2 separate regions of the Canis lupus genome follow, and region 2 is linked to region 1. The links are chromatin contacts, called in public Hi-C maps. All regions are on one chromosome and are shown on one strand. The core of a region is the stretch at or near the end of the contact, and the rest is flanking DNA. Distances in the headings are between cores, read along the strand shown.

Region 1 (4,023 bases), core at 1,035-3,534:
GAACTTTAAATGGTAATATGCTTGGCTAAAGAGTACCTGGTCCAGGGCTCCCTTTTTGAAGAAGGATGACTTTGCCTGTAATCTGGTTTGGACCTTGACCTGCTGTAACTTGAGGTGTCTGCCAAGTTACCTAAGCTCATTTGCTGAGTGGTAATCAGTGTCATAGCAGCTACCGTATTCCCAAACTTCCATCTAATTAAGGCTAGAAACCATCTTTTTTTTTTATTTTTTTTTTTTTTAATTTTTATTTATTTATGATAGTCACAGAGAGAGAGAGAGAGAGGCAGAGACACAGGCAGAGGGAGAAGCAGGCTCCATGCACCGGGAGCCTGACGTGGGATTCGATCCCAGGTCTCCAGGATCGCGCCCTGGGCCAAAGGCAGGCGCTAAACCACTGCGCCACCCAGGGATCCCAGGCTAGAAACCATCTTAACAGCAATGATCGCTATTACCACCATGTCCTGTACACTATAGTATCTATCACAGATCTACTAGCAAGATGCTGAGTTTCCTAATAAAGAACTGCTCACAATTTACAGCATTCTTCCTTTGTCAAAATGAAGTACTCAGGACAAAAGCATTGAAAGAAATAGATATTATAAAAATATGAATTTTATATTTTAAAATAAAGTATTGATTTATATAAGCAAAATACCGCTTTACGCAACATCCTATAACAGAAAAGGAGCCAATGACTTAATTAAAGGTTCCTCCTTATTAGCAGAACACAAAGAAGACCTGAGTTCTTATAAGGAGGAATTTAGGAATACACCTGTTTTGAAATCTGGACAGCCTAGAGATAACTGGTGTCCAGACTCTGAAGATCATACAATGCCTGTGCTTTGTTTCAAAGAAGAAAAAGAAAAAGCCTGAAAGATTTGTAGACCCCAGTTACTATAATTGCATGGATATTGTTGAATTACAGGTCATTTTTCCTTCTGCTTTCTAGACTTGCTATAATCTTGTTATATTATTTAGAGGCTAGATTTTTTGAAAAATACAATGCCTTTTCTCCCATAATACATTTGTGTAGTTCAAATTTAATCTTCAGATGTTTTTTTAAAACATGTATTATTCTCTGGGGCACCTGGGTGGCCCAGTTGGTTAAGCATCTGCCTTTGGCTCATGTCATGATCTCAGGGTCCTGGAATTGAGCCCCTCTCCCTGCTTGTGCTCTGTCTCTCTCAAATAAGTAAATAAAATCTTTAAATAAAATTTTAAAATTATATATTACTATAATACTCTAACTTTTTCAGTGAACTTAATTACCTTTTATTCTTAATAATCCTAATGTAGCACATTCTCATTTCACCAATGAAAATCCACCCACAATACATGTACTCTCCATTTCTTAAATATACTCTATTTTTAGTTATCATAATTAAAAGTAAATGAAAGCAAGCCATCTATTTGAAAGCAGCACTTCTGTTTTTTCTTTTAAGATTTTATTTATTTGAGAGAGAGAACGCACAAGTGGTGGAAGATGAGAGGCAGAGGGAGAAGCAGACTCCTTACTGAGCAGGGAGCCCAACTGCAGGGCTCAATCCCAGGACCTGGGATGATCCCATGATCCTGGGATCATGATCCTGAGCCACCCAGGTGCCCCATAATGAAAGTAGAACTTTTATATATCCATCACTAAACATTTCAAAATGAGAGGTTCTTACTTGGGAGTTTTTCCCCTTTAGAATATCAAGTCTTAGCAAATATTTAGCCACTGTCAGCATTCCCAGGGGCTAGGCCAGAGAGACCAAACACAAGGATCCTTGATCCTTGGAGTATTATGCTCTTATTGTTAAGTGTGGCCGCATAACTATTAATATCTCAAGTGTAAAAGGATCTTTACCAATCTGCCCTAACCCATTCTAGAGCTATATAATTAGGAATGTGTTAGTCCAGGTATATTGAAGTTAACCTATAAAAGTAGGAGTCTCTTGCCTTGGATATAAAAAACTGTAGAAGAAAGATCCTGTAAATTCTTCATGTTTTAGAGGCTACCATGGTCACTTTTGAAGCTTAACAAATTATAATACTCTGAAAGGGATTTGGGGATTTAAAAACCTGACATCATAAAAAAATTAAAATTAAAATTAAAAAAATAAAAACCTGACATCAGCTTCATGGGATATTCTGTGATTTGGGTTTATAATTAGAGTATTGATTATCAGTTTAAACCTTGTTTCTCTACCGTACCTCCCTTTTGGAAAGTAAAGCATTGACGTGTAGATCAGCTAATGTGATTCACTTCCTGAGGAAGGAAGTTGGGGTTATCCACACACCACAGCACCTGTTTCTAAGTACATATGGGAACAATTTTAACAGCTTTTCCGAACTCTAAAGAGTGGCAAGTCTATGCTTTGAAAAACTGTTGAAATTGCCAACTCTTGTTTCTTAGCTGAGGGTCCGTGTCTGTCCCAACAGGGGCGTTAACTCTTGGGCTGTGTATTACAGAGTGATTGTCTTATACACAGTAGGCTCATCTAGTGTTCATACGTGCTGACTATGTTTTCAGTTACTCCATGTCTCAGTTTCCTTTGGCTTGCCTACAGGAATGATTGGTAGTAATGCTTCCCGGCCCACTATGCCATCTGGGGAATGGGCACCACAGAGTTCTGCTGTGAGAGTCACCTGTGCTGCTGCTACCACCAGTGCCATGAACCGGCCAATCCAAGGAGGTATGATTCGGAACCCAACAGCCAGCATCCCCATGAGACCCAACAGCCAGCCTGGCCAAAGACAGATGCTTCAGTCTCAGGTCATGAATATAGGTAAGATAGTTGTAGTGCTTTTTTTTTTTTTTTTTTTAAAGATTATTTCTTTATTTGAGAGAGAGAACACAAGGAGGGGGGGTGCAAAGGAGAGGAAGAAGCAGGCCCATTAAGCAAGGAGCTGACACAGGGCTCAATCCTAGGACACGAGATCATGACCTGAACAGAAGGCAGACGCTTAATGGACTGAGCCACCCAGGTGCCCCTCTAGTGCTCTTTGCTTTTAATTTTCATGCTTTCTTAGAAAAGAATAAGAGCTCCAAAAATTATTTTAAGATATGCTCCTCATTTGCAATTTAGGTGATTCCCCTCATGTCAAGCTGTCATAAGTGAGATTTTTGCTGGAACTCTGTATAGAATCATAGAATCTCAAAAGCTTTCTAGTTACATTAGAGAACCAACTACCTATGTGATGTTGTATTTTTATTAAATTGTCTAATCTCAACTTTTCTGGGAAGTGAATTGGAGTATCATACTGTAAATGTTTTATATATATATATTTTTTTTTTTAATATTTCAATGTTTCAGAATTGGTCCTAACTCTGGGTGATTATCAGAATCATCTCAGGACATTAAGATGCAGATTCTTGAGCCACCATCCTAGACTATTAAACCAGACTTTCCAGGGTCCTCTCTGAAGGTACAAGGTCTTCTAGACTATCTCACGAAACGTGAGGATCACTAAAATTCTTTTTTCTTTTTTTTTTTTAAAGATTTTTATTTATTCATGAGAGACCGAGAGAAGGCAGAGAGAGATAGGCAGAGGGAGAAGCAGGCTCCTCGCAGGGAGCCTGATGTGGGACTTGATCCTGAGACCCCGGGATTATGCCCTGAGCCAAAGGCAGATGCTCAACTGCTGAGCCACCCAGGCATCCCCAAAATTCTATTGGATACAGTTCATGTGTTATTAAAATTAATGCCCTGATAGATTATATGATACCATTTGTATGAAATGCCCAGAATAGATAAATTTGTAGTGAAAGAAAATAGATAAGTGGTTGCCTAGGGTTTGGGGTGTGGGGAACATGGGGAGTGACTCCTAATGGTCATGGGGCTTCTTTTTGGGAGAATGAGAACATTCTAAACCCAATTGTCATGATGGTTGTACAACCCTGCAAATTTACTGAAACTCACTAAGTCATATACTTTAAATGGGTGAGTTATGTGCCATGTGAATTATATCTCAGTAAAGCTGTTTAAAAAAATTCATGGTCTGAAAAAATAATTCATGGTCTGTACAACTCACACTTGAGTG
Region 2 (3,625 bases), core at 809-3,308, 460 kb before region 1:
TGCCTTCAGCCCAGAGCGTGATCCTGGAGACCTGGGATTGAGTCCCACATTGGATTCCCTAATGGAGCCTGCTTCTCCCTCTGCCTGTGTCTCTGCCTCTCTCTCTCTCATGAATAAATAAAATCTTTATTAAAAAAACAAACAAAACCTAGCCTTTTCTCGAAGATGGCACCGAAGACAAAGAAGGAAGCCCCTCAGCGGTTTGGCGCCTGCCTTTGGCCCAGGGCGCGATCCTGGAGTCCCGGGATCGAGTCCCGCGTCGGGCTCCCGGTGCATGGAGCCTGCTTCTCCCTCTGCCTGTGTCTCTGCCTCTCTGTCTCTCACTGTGTGCCTATCATAAAAAAAAAAAAAAAAGAAGGAAGCCCCTGCCCCTCCCAAAGCCGAAGCCAAAGCCTTTGAAAGCTAAGAAAGTAGTTCTGAAAGGCGTGCACAGTCACAAAAAAAGAAGATCCCTACATCACCTACATTCCGACGACGACCCAAGGCCCTGCGTCTACGAAGGCAGCCCAAATATCCTCGAAAGAGCACCCCCAGGAGAAACAAGCTTGATCACTATGCCATCAGCAAGTTCCCCCTGACTACTGAGAAGAAAATAGAAGACAACACACTTGTGTTCATTGTGGATGTCAAGGCCAATAAGCACCAAACAGGCTGTGAAGAAGCTCTATGACATGGATGCGGCCAAGGTCAACACCTTGATCAGGCCTGATGGAGAAAAGAAAGTATATGTTCAACTGGCTCCTGACTATGATGCTTTGGATGTTGCCAACAAAATTGGGATCATCTAAGCTGAGTCCAGCCAGCTATAAATCTAAATTTTTTCGCCATTAAAAAAAAAAAACTAACGATTTGTAAAATACTGTACAAATTGTATTTTCTTTAGAAACATCTGCAAAGGGCAGCCCTGGTGGCCCTGGTTTAGCACCACCTTCAGCCTGGGGTGTGATCCTAAGAGTGTCTGGATCGAGTCCCGCGTCGGGCTCCCTGCATGGAGCCTGCTTCTCCCTCTGCCTGTGTCTCTGCCTCTCTCTCTCTCTCTCTGTCTGTCATGAATAAATAAAATCTTAAAAAAAAAAAAAATCTGCAGAAAAAAAAAAGTTAAAATACGTTTCCTAAGTTTTAGAAAGCGCAAGCATCTATCAATTTCTCATTTTGAAAAAGACGGCGGGCTGCGGCGGGGGATACATGCCAGATCTCTCTGGAGGTTGTGCTTACGTACAATGATCATAATTCAAAGAAACGGGTCGTAGGATCTGTGCATTTCCTCCTAGGTAAAAACTGTAACTCGATTTCTTTTTTTTTTTTAATAGGGAGCGGTAGTTAGTAGCGAGAAAGTCCTCGCGGAGAAAACGCCTCAGGGCCGACCTAGGCGTCTGCACAGGAGCCTCACGCGGCGGGAGCCGCAAGCTCCTCGAGTCTGACGCGCTGGGGGCCAATGCGAGGGCCAGGGCTAGGGACGAGCCTTCCGACGCCGGGGGCGGGGGCGGGGGGCCACAGCTGTCACTGGCAGGTCTCCCAGTCTCCGTTTTCTCATCTGTAAGGCAGACCCCAAAAATAGCGCCTTCCTCTTCGTGTTGTCGTGAGGATTAAACGAGACGGCGTTAGCCCGGCGGTAAACACTGAGGAAACACGAGCTGCCGCCGTGACAGGGGGCGCACAGCGTTCTGCCCCCGCCCACGCCCACGCCCCGCCCACGCCCCGCCGCTGCCCGAAAGTAACAAGCCACCCGCCCCAGGGTCTCGCGTCCCGCAGCGCCCCCCACACCTGCCTGCCCTGTGCTCCGCCACAAGACTCCCCGGGTCAAAAGGTCTCTCGTCCACCGGGATGACCTGGCCACAGACTCCCGTGAAGGCGCCAGGCTCCGTGACACGCGGCAGCGCTCGGCCGGCGGGACGCAGCCTCGCCTCAAGACGCCTCGCGCCACGCGCCACGCGCCACGCGCCCTCGCCCGCCGCCCGCCTCCCGCCTCCGCCTGCGGAGCCCCGGCGGCGTCACGTGACGCCCGGCCCCGCCCCCCGCCCCGCTCGCGCTGCGTCGGGCCGCCCGCTGGCCCCGCCCCGTCTCCACCCCGCGCCGCGGCCCCGCGGCCAGTTCGGCGCTCGGCTTGCGGCGGGTGTAGGCATGTCTGCGGTCCTGCAGCGCATCGAGCGGCTGTCCGGCCGGGTGGTGCGCGTCCTGGGCTGTAACCCGGGGCCCATGACCCTGCAGGGCACCAACACCTACTTGGTAGGGGTCGGCACCAGGTAAACGGCCCTGTTCCTCTCCGACCAACCCCTCGGCCTGCGCGGCGCGGAGCGGGCGCGGGCACGGCTGCCGGCCGGGGGCGGAGGGGGCGGGCGTCCTCTGCAGCGGGCGGCTCGGCTCCAGCCCCGGCCGCGCTGCCCCACCCGGGACCCCTCCTAAAGCACCGCGATGCCAGAGGGTAACCTCTCTAACTTAAAAAATGGCTAATGAGGGAGACATCATGAAGAAGGAGGGGAAAAAAAAAGAAAAAAAAAAGAAACCCTTCCTGTTTTTGAAACCCAGTTGACTTTGCTTGATGTGGAATGCCAGGGTGAGTGTCTAAGCTGTTGCGAAATTAGGATCGCCTGGAGTTAAGAATCCGGGAGGGCATGTGACTTTGCTCACCTTGTGACTTCCGCTAGTGTTTTGCTCAGAATGTAGCTTAACACTTCCCAAAAGCGGTGAACTGTGCGGAGGCCTTTTTCTTAACTCAGCAGCAGAGGGCAGGATTTTCTTGTTTCCAGATTGCTCGAGTCTGTGAAAGAGCCCCTTAGCGACTCGGGAAAGAGGAGCCAAACTAACTGATTTGGGTTTTTGTGACTATAGTATAGCCCCATTTATTTTGCAGGTGGGGTAGCCTTTCTGAATTTTTCTCTTGTTCACCCGCATTGTTTTAGTGAATTATGCAGAAGTGGGGAGATGTGGTGCGCTGCCCGAGTGTGCATCAGTTTTTACATGCATGGTCTTTACTTAGTACAAGGTAAAAGTAAGATACAGTTCCCCCTTGAGCATAAAATTTAGTTGTGTATTACAAGATGTGTTAATATAATTGATTTCTGAAAACAGTTTAATAATGATTTGAGTTTCCATTTGAAGTATCTGCTGCCTTTTACTAGTCACAGATTTTTAGGTGGAGCAAGATGAAGGGACTGGAAGTACTGAAGTCAGACAAGCAAAAGTTAGGTTCAGAATAAACAAGGCAGGGTCAAGTAGGTACAGGAGCTTTAGGCTGCCTCCAGAATCTAGGAGGATTGAGAATTCAGAAAAAAATACCTTAGGTCTAGGGTAAGAGTCTGTCTTGGCTGGGACTCCCTCACCCCAAGAAGTCCACAGGCATTCTCTTTTCTCTTTGGTGTGTCATGTTGAGGTAGTGCTAATCAGTATGTATTCTAAAAATTAAACGTACTCAAAATTACCCTAAGAAGTCTCTTTGGAGGCGCTGTGTTAGAGGTTGTGTGCTATCTCATAATAAGTTAGGTGCAGCCTGCTTTTCTTCCAGCAATGAAGCAGATGGCTGGTTCTGTTTGAAAACCAGATGAAGAAGTTGGCTTGCGTTTAGGGGCCATGTTGTATGAAAAATACATACTGTATCTTTAAACACTGGAACCACATTCAGTATAGC

What was found. A called contact is a pair of places that touch in the nucleus more often than the background predicts.
Region 2: a Hi-C map of blood shows a contact between it and region 1, with 1.9 times the contacts expected there. The contact joins the promoter of LACTB2 here to the enhancer-like site in region 1. A contact is called at or near these places in 2 of 9 Hi-C or Micro-C datasets (amygdala and blood).

Annotation. Positions count from the first base shown.
Region 1 is chr29:19,765,137-19,769,159 of UU_Cfam_GSD_1.0, reverse strand. NCOA2 (nuclear receptor coactivator 2) reads left to right here. Exons shown (of 23, transcript XM_038579485.1): 14 at 2,550-2,768. Among named protein-coding and RNA genes, the nearest start is that of PRDM14, 63 kb to the right of the region's middle. Within about 2 kb of position 2,284, at least 3 of the 20 cell types and tissues checked have an H3K27ac peak or open chromatin away from gene starts, as enhancers often do. A contact at or near this core is called in blood, where this site is marked.
Region 2 is chr29:20,229,881-20,233,505 of UU_Cfam_GSD_1.0, reverse strand. LACTB2 (endoribonuclease LACTB2) reads left to right here and starts at 2,058. Exons shown (of 7, transcript XM_038579500.1): 1 at 2,058-2,243. The coding sequence starts at 2,122. The region is part of intron 2 of XKR9 (XK-related protein 9); the gene reads right to left.